Linked DNA regions of Sus scrofa: region 2 is linked to region 1. A link is a contact called in public Hi-C data. All regions are on one chromosome and are shown on one strand. Each heading gives the region's core, a stretch centred on a gene start, on an enhancer-like site or on the middle of the called end of the contact. The rest is flanking DNA. Distances are from core to core; before and after follow the strand shown.

The links. A called contact is a pair of places that touch in the nucleus more often than the background predicts.
Region 2: a contact with region 1 is called in a Hi-C map of epiblast stem cells, with 1.8 times the contacts expected there. The contact joins the enhancer-like site here to the promoter of SLC19A1 in region 1. A contact is called at or near these places in 4 of 5 promoter capture datasets (fetal liver, fetal skeletal muscle and liver), 10 of 47 Hi-C or Micro-C datasets (alveolar macrophages, brain, embryonic fibroblasts and 5 more) and 1 of 2 datasets of contacts at active chromatin or transcription factors (skeletal muscle).

Annotation. Positions count from the first base shown.
Region 1 is chr13:208,005,685-208,009,812 of Sscrofa11.1, reverse strand. SLC19A1 (folate transporter 1) reads left to right here and starts at 1,958. Exons shown (of 8, transcript XM_021071539.1): 1 at 1,958-2,165.
Region 2 is chr13:208,191,411-208,195,443 of Sscrofa11.1, reverse strand. All of the region lies in intron 2 of PCBP3 (poly(rC)-binding protein 3), which reads right to left. Among named protein-coding and RNA genes, the nearest start is that of PCBP3, 130 kb to the right of the region's middle. Within about 2 kb of position 2,178, at least 8 of the 83 cell types and tissues checked have an H3K27ac peak or open chromatin away from gene starts, as enhancers often do. A contact at or near this core is called in epiblast stem cells, where this site is marked.

The DNA.
Region 1 (4,128 bases), core at 709-3,208:
CCTGACCCCTTCAGGCCGTGGGCTCACCCAGGGACTAACTAGCTCTTGTTCCCTCTGCGACCCTTGCAGCAGCCACCTGGAGCTTGCTCAGAGCTGGCACAGAGACGTCCGATGCATAGACTCTTAAAGCCAAGAGAACCTCTTCAGCCAAATGACAGAAGCACAAGATCCACCCCCCACAAGGATGGCTCCCCCTGTCGCATGGTTCTCTGCCTGACGATTCCATTTCCAGTGGCTGCCTCTGGGGGGCCTCCGGGAGCCCGTGCCCTGGTGACCAGGCTGCTCCTGACAGCGCAAGCACACCTGGACGGGGGGAGCCCACCTGACAGTGCGAGCACACCTGGACGGCGGTGGGGAGGGGAGCCCTCCCTCTTTCCTCAGAGTAACAACGCCCTTGGGGCACCGTCGGGCACCACTGCCCAGTCTGACACTGCAGCCCTGGCCCAGTCCTGGGGGTGAGGGGCAGTGGTGAGCACGACCCCTCCACCCCTGGCCAGGCCCAGCTCCCGCGGGAGCCCTGGGCTTTGTGTGGCCAGGGGCTGGAGCAAGGCCTGGGAAGGCAGGCACTGCCTCTGGCTCTGCAAACACCCACAGGTCAGAGAGCGACCACCGGGTGAGGGACCTGGCGGCAGAGCTCTGAGCCTCACAGTGGGCTCACTCGAGGGGCAGCTGCTCTCTGCACACCTGTGCACAGCTGCGTGTGCCATGGGCGCCCCTCCTTCCTGTCCCCAGGTCAGATTGCTGAGCCTCCATGCTGCCGGGCCCCTGGGTGCTGTCTGTCCAGCTCCCTAACCCTCCCCTCTTCCCAGTAACAGCCCCTGTCTGGCCTCCAAGGGCTGCCCTGCCGGTCTGACCCAGGGCCCAGTTCCCAGACCTGCCCAATTGCGTGGCTGACCGCTGCCTCCTATGCTGCGCCCCTTCGTGGCTGCCTTTTGGACAGGGCCGGGGAGGAGCCGCCTTTTGCGATCAGGACCCCAGCCTCCAGGTTCTCCCTCCTCCAGTAGAGGGGGGTGGGGAGTGGGGCTGCCACAGGGGGAGGGGGTGGGTGGCTTCCCACTGCTCCAGCCCGAGCGTCACGGCCTGGGCAGTGCCCCCTTCGGCCACGACCTGGCGCAGGGGCCTCCCTGACCCAGACCGGCCAAGTCCAGGGAGGGTGGTCCTGCCCAGAAGGGGGGTGGGGGGACAGGCACTGGCAAGGAGACGGTGACAGCCCCACACAAGGACAGGCTGTGCCCTCCCTCGGGCCCCTCCAGGTCCTCAGGCAGGCCTCCCCTTCCGCTCTGTCCCGCCAGAGCTACGGCCTGTCCTTTGTCTTCGCGCCCCTCCCCCAACTCGCTCTGCTTCCCTCTGGCAGCTGAGCGGGCGCGGGGACAGAGTCCCGAGGAGTCGGGGGAGTCGGGGGAGCCGACTGCGCGCCCAGGCAGCCGCCAGACCAGAATTGGGTCAGGGTGACCCGCACAAGGGCAGCTGCCTGGGGGGAGGAGGACTCCTTCCAACCCCACTGTCCTGTCCTGCCTGGCTTAGTGACCAATGTCCCTGGCTTGCGTTTTCGGGTTGGCCAGAGACGGAAAGAACTTAAAAAGCGCACGAACTTCTAGCTCAGGAGGGCAGCGGGACAGGCTGCGAAGTCAGGGGTCCAGCACTCGCCCAAGGGGCGGTCACAGCTGGGAGTGGGTTTGTGCCTCCGTGCAGGGTCGGGTCCCGGGAGGCCTCCAGCACATCCCGAGCTGCGACCGTATGACCGGAGCCCGGTGCTGCGTGGGTGGGCGCTAGGGGCGCGCGAGCAGCTCTCGGGAGGGGGCTCCGGGGGTGTGGTGGGGACTGCGGGGCGGGTGGACGCACGGGGGAGTCGCCTGCGCCGTGTGACTAGGGGCGCAGGACTAGGGGGGTGGCAGCAGGGTGCGCTGGGGTGGGGATGGCGTCCCGGGATTCGGGGCTTGGGGTTCGGGGCGTGCGCGCGAAGCTGCTGCGCCCGTCCGACGCGGACCGCGGGGTCGACCGCGGGGCGCGCGCCTGAGACCTTGCGGCTGGGGTCGGTGGTGACGTGTGGCGGGGGCGGGACCAGGCGCGCCCCTCCCCCAGTCTCCCGGAAGCGTGCCGCCGCGGGGCATTGTGGGCATTGTGGTCCTGGGGGGCACAGAGCTCGGGAGGCCGCGAGCTGGCAGGTACTTGGGTGCGCGGTCCGTGAGAAGTGTGGGGGCGCGGGTCGGGGGCTGCAGGGGCCCGGAGTGGGCGTGGGGGCGCAGGCTGAGGACTGCAGGGAGCGCGGCCGGAGCGCGGGGACGAGTGCCCGGGCTCCGAGTGCCGGGGTGGGCGCAGGGGTGCAGGCCGAGGGCTGCAGGGGGAGCGCGGTCCAGGGGGAGCGCGGACTGCACGGGCTCCTGGTGCCCAGGTAGGCGCTGAGGCGGGGGCTGGGGGCTGCGGGGCCTGGGGTGGGGGCGGGTTGCATGGGCCCTTAGTGCGGGGGTTGCGGGGCCTGGGGGGAGCGTGGGGCGCATGAGCCCCTGGTGACGGGTGGGCGCTGGGGCGCTCGCGGGCATGCAGGAGCCATCAGCCCCACGTGCAGCCTCGGCGCTCGTGGGAACCTGGCGCGTGCTCTGAGACTCTGTCACTTTTGGAGCCTCGCGTGTGGGAAGCCCCCGGTGCCTTTGTGGTCTGCCAAGCCCTTGTCGTTTCCTGCGCCTGGAGTCTAGTTGGGAACAACTTCCTTTTGGAGTAGCTTTTGGCTCGGTTGGAGCCCAGCGCTGGAGGTGGTCCAGGGCAGTGGGGCAGTTACGCCTCTGTCAGGTCGTGTCTGCAGCTCTTGTCCTGGAGAGTTCAGGGAGTGGCCAGGCACACACATGGGTTGGTGGTATTCCTCACCCCACTGGGGTCCCAGCCGCAGGTCTCAGGGGACAGGTTAGAATCTGAGCTGGCTCCAAAATTCAAAACGCAGCAGGAAGGAGCTGTTGTCCAGGCTGCCCAAAGGAAGCCCTGCAAAGAGGTGACCAGGGAGACTGGGGGGCTTCCACAAGCCAGACCGAATCAGCAGAACCACGGCTCTCTGCAGGTCGAGGAGCTGGCTGCCCAGGCCCCAGGGCTCCTGGCTGGGGCTCACCCCCTGCTGGGCTGGACTGCCTGGCTCTGCGTCTTTGTCCTCTTGTGTTGGCACGTTGCTTACCCAGAGGGAGGGCTTTGGTGGGTTCAGTATCCCTGCGTATTAGAGTGTTTATGTTGGGCAGAGCTGACCAGCGCCTCCAGAGGGGCTTCATGTCCACAGTGGTGACGGAGCAAGGATTTTATTTTACTCTCTGGAGCGCAGAGGCTTGTCCCCTGATCCGGGAGGGGCAGAGGGCTTTTCTCTGTGAAAAACTGGCAGGTGTTAGCCTGCTCCGGGCAGCTGGGGCCAAATGGCAAACCGGAGGTGGTGTTTGCTGTTGTTTTGTTTGCTGGGAGGACGGAGCAGGGGGAGCACCTGGTGCCCCACCCCCCAGGGCAGGTGCCGGCCGGGTGGTCAGGGGGTCTGGGAACCACAGCCTTCTTCTGAAGGTCCTCGGTCCTCGTCCTCGCCACAACCCCCGGCTGGCCGTGCTGCCTTCTGTGCCCTGCCACCCGCTTGCCCTGCGCTCGGGCACCCCCCTCATTTGCCTTCTGCGCTGTTTCTGCACCGCGAGCATGCGTCCCTGTGCCTCCCCTCCCCGGCCTGAGTGTGTGGAGGGGACGTTAGTCTTAGCGGTGGCAGCTGACCGCCTCGCCTGTCCGTGCTGGTGATTAAGCTGGAGTAAACGAAGAGCATGAGCCCTGACGCCGACAAACCCGGAGCACATCAGCCCGGCCTCGCTGGGGAGAACCAGGCTTCTGCATCCCCTGTCCCCGTGCCCAGCCCAGTGTGGCACAGGTAGCCTCTCCTGCCCAAGGCCCCGCTTCCTGCGTGGCGGTCATGCTCCTGGGATGGCCGAGCCCCTCCTGAGCCTGCCGTCCAGCCGGTGGGCGCACGAACTGGCAGCCCTCGGCCTGTTGGGAGGTATTGGAAAGCGCAGGCGGCCCTGCAGGGAGAGACGCTCGTTCCCACGTCCCAGGGCGGCCCTTTAGTTAAAATGAGTGCTGTGCTTACACTGCACTCAGTGACGAGGTGCCAGCGCCTCGAGG
Region 2 (4,033 bases), core at 929-3,428, 190 kb before region 1:
GAGCAAAGGCCCTGGGGTGGGACGGGGAGAGGGCCAGGGCGGCAAGAGCGACACGGGCCTTCCAGGCCGTCACAGGAGCTCCGCCTGGTTCAAGAACTGCTTCCACTGTCGCACAGCCTGTCCCAGTGTTTGCTCGGTTTAGTCTGGGGACCTCAGCTAGACCTGCCATATCTAGGTCTTTGGTGGACAGCAGGTTAGGCAGTTGATGGGTGGCTCTGCGGTTCTTCCCAGCAGGGCCTCGCCGGCAGTGGCATCCTCTTGTGAGGACAGTGTCTGAGCCTGTCTCCGGGCCAGCGCCTCTATGGCAAGCGGCTCTAGGGGCACCCCACGGCCTGGCAGCTCCCGGCGTCTCAGGGAGAAACTGAAGGTCAGTGCAGGAGACGTGTCCCAGGTCACAGGCACGACCTCAAGTGCACACGTCACTCCCTTCCGGTTGCATCTGCCGTCTTCTCTCGATGTTTGTCCCTCTGCATCATCTACGCCTTCCAGCTGCTGACGTCCGTGAACAGCTGTCGGGGAGGGTCCACAGCTGAACCGGCAGCCGCCCCGCCCACGCGGAGGCTGCGCAGACCCTGCCCTCTGAGGGTCCCGCATCCTGGGCCCTGCTCGCTCTGCCCCGGGGGTCTGCCTTACCACATGCGGCCACCAGCCCAGGGCTCGTCTTCGACCCTCACAGTCCCGGTCCCAAGTGGCCCCCGTGCCCGCCCAGGGGCCCTCTTTCCCAGCCTGAACTGTGACTTTAACAAGAGGCCACCCTGCGTCCACAACAAAAGGGCTGGCACGTTATCTGGAGGCAGAGAGGGTGAGGAATAAACTAGAATTTTGGAGAAAAATAGCAAGATGGGCCATAAGGTGGCTTTTCTGCAGAGCAGATCAACTCCGAGGCCGAGGGGCACAAGTGGTGGCGTGACGGGGACAAAGGCAGCAGTATTGTAAACCGGCCCCAAGACAACCGGCTAATCCTTTGAAAACAAAACAACTCAGCACAGGCCACTGCCCCCTGCTTGTCTGTCCACTGTGTCCCCTGCTGGGCAGCAACGTCCCCAACGGAGGGCTGAACACAGCGCCCACGGACCAGCTCATGGCGTGAAGGGCAGAGGTCTGGTCCCTGCACCCACACGACTCGGCCCCTGCTGCCTCCCGCGTAGGCTGAGCGCGGTGCCCGTGGCCGTGGGCTGGCGGCCTGGCTGCACCTCCCGCTGCTGGAGCCAGCCTGAGGGGCTCCTGTGATTCGGTCAGGCCGCCTCCCCCGATTCAGTCAGCTGACCGGGAACCCGGAGTACGTCCACGAAATCCCTTTGCCGAGGGACAGAGCAGAGTCACGGGCCCGTCCCACCTCCCGCCCCTCTAAGGGGGGATTTACAGGCCGGGGTGGGGTGAAGATCCACAGACGGGCTGGAGGCAGGAGGAGGGGCCAGGGCTGGGGCCCGGAGCAGTGAGCAGGGCTGCGGGAGGACGCAGAGCCCCACCGCCCCGGCTCCACTAAAGGCGACGGCTCCCTGACCCCTGGGGACAACCCCTGGGGCCTGGGCACTCCTAGCCTGAGACGCGGCCCCTGAGGGCCTGCTCCGCAGGGGACCCTCAGCTGGACTCCAGGCGGCTGCTCTCAGCCTCAGCTCTTCATTCGAAACAGGAACGAGAAACAGCCACCCTTCAGCGGTGGGGAAGTCCGGGGAACTCTCAAAGGGCTCTGGAATGAAGAAGCCTAAGCCAATCTTGCCAGGATAATTCTCAAGTAAGAATGAGAGATGAGAGAAAGCAGCAGAGAAAAGGGAGGAAGGCATCTTTCTGCAAGGGCCCGGCTCAAACGCCAGGACCCACGTGCCTGCTGGGGTTGGGAAGAGAGGAAGGGCTGTGCCCCGGGAGACACGTGGGACCGACCCCGGGCGCAGGGCCGGGAGCCTGCGGGCGGCTCGGCTCGGGGTGGGAAGAGCTGGGCCTTCAGGCTGGGCCTTCTCCTCCGAACTCGCTCCAGCCTCCAGCCCCCAGCCCCCCGGAGGGCGGCGGGCAGCGTTACCTGCAAGGCCCCTGGTTAGCTTTAGCCCTCTCGGGGCGCCCTCCTCCAGGCAGAGGCCCTGGTGCCCCACGTGCCCCACCAGGTGGCCCCGCGTAGCTAGGAGGGGACTGGAGGCGGCAGGACGAGGTGGGCCAGGCTCCGGGAGGAGGAAGGAGCGGGCTCTCCATGCGCCTGAAGCCTGGCTGGGAGCCTGGCTGGGAGCCGACCTGGCCTCCTCCTGCCTCCAGTGGGGGCAGGGCGCACATCTGCGTTTTGCTGCTCCCTGCCCCCCACGTTCTTCAGAGTATGTTTCTCCCCTCCCCCGCCCCCGTGGGGGGACAGCCCTAGAATCCTCAGGGTCCCTAGACCGTCCACGACGCAGGCGCAGGGTAAGGCGAGGTGGCCGGGGCTGCAGGGCCTGCCCCCTCCATCCTCTGTGCTGAGATCCTGGACACCCATATTCAGCAGGCACCCAGGGATTTGGGGCGACTCAGAGCCAGGCCACTGAGAGCAGGGCTGGGCTCCCCGCCCTCCCAGAGCAAAAGCCGCCAGGCTCCCTCCCCACGGGCCCCACAGGGGTCTGGGAGAGAAGGCTCTGCTCCCACCCGAGGCAAGGAACGGCAGAAACCACTGTTGTCTGCAGCCGGACTGTTCCGAGGGGGCAGAAGATGAACAAAGCAAAAACATAAACAGAATAAAAACAAAATAAATACGTGACATAAAATAAAAACATAGCAGAATGAAAATTAAGATTATTTTAAAGGCCAGGCCTGCAACACAGACAAAAATGTGTAAAGCCACACGGGGTCACCACGCCTGGAAGAAAGGCAGGCTCTGCGGCTCAGAGACCCCGGGCCCCTTCGTCTGCAGGAAGTGACCAGACCCCTGCTGGCACCGCATCGCAGGCAAGCCCGGGGCCGAGGCAGCAGGAGAAAAAAGTCCAGCTGTCTCCAAGGGACTCTGCAAGGGACACGCAACAGATGCCTCAGGGACATAAATTTAAAGAATCAGAACCAAAGTTTTCACGACAAAATACTTTTGTTTTTAAATTGTAATTCTGCCTGACACAGATTGAAGTTTTTGACTTTTTACCGAAAACAGGAAAAATAATAACAAAGAACTCATAGGCATTAAAGAGAAATACTTGAGTATCAGTTAGAAATAGGACCCGGCCCAGCCAATCCTGACTCCAGGGCGGGGGAGAGCCGTTCCCCTGGGTGCGGGCTGTCCTGCCCTGGAGCCCCCTGTCCAGCCGGCTCCCACCTCCTGCAGACCAAGGTGCCTTCCCAAAGCACACGCGGATCCACCTACTTTCAAAGCCCCACGGCCCCGGGGCTCACAGGGCCCATGTCGCTCACGGCCCCGAGCCCCAGGCAGCGCAGCTCCGGCTCTCCCAGACCCTCCCGGCCAGGACAGCAGACCCTTAGGACGGCAAGGGGGGGCCGCACCCAGCAGGGGCCCCTGCTGCTCCCTGGCCCCAGAGGCGCAGCTCTGTGGTGGCTGGACGTGCAACAGGGAGAGGGCGCCTCGGCCCTGGCCAGCTGTGGGCTGGCCCGGGGTGGGGGGGGGTCCCTCGGTGGAGCTGCCATGAGGGTGGCCCCCGGGAAGGAGCCCCAGCTGCGAGGCCCCCGGATGGTGACGATGGCCTCAGGGGAGCAGCACCAGCTCAGGGACGGTGGGCACAGCAGGACGACTGACCGGCTCGGTCACTGTCATCAAGCGACACGGGAGGGGCGGGCGCACGGCCACCGGCGCGGCTGGTTTTTCTCATGCGACTGCTCTGAAGGCTGGGGCGACACAGCCGCCGTGGCTGAGGATCTCTGCCCGCCGCTCGCCTCTCGCCGCACGAGCCAAACACCTGCTTTGGCGGCGGAGCAGCGACGGCCCTGGGCTCGCACACCGGCCCGACTCCCCTACCCCAGGCTGGCCTGCGAGAGCCCCGCCACCAGCCAGGACGGAGACCAAATGACGGCCACCAGCTGGCGCCAGACGTGCAGCCGCGTGGAGAGGAGCCTCGCGGTGAGGCCGTGGGCCGTG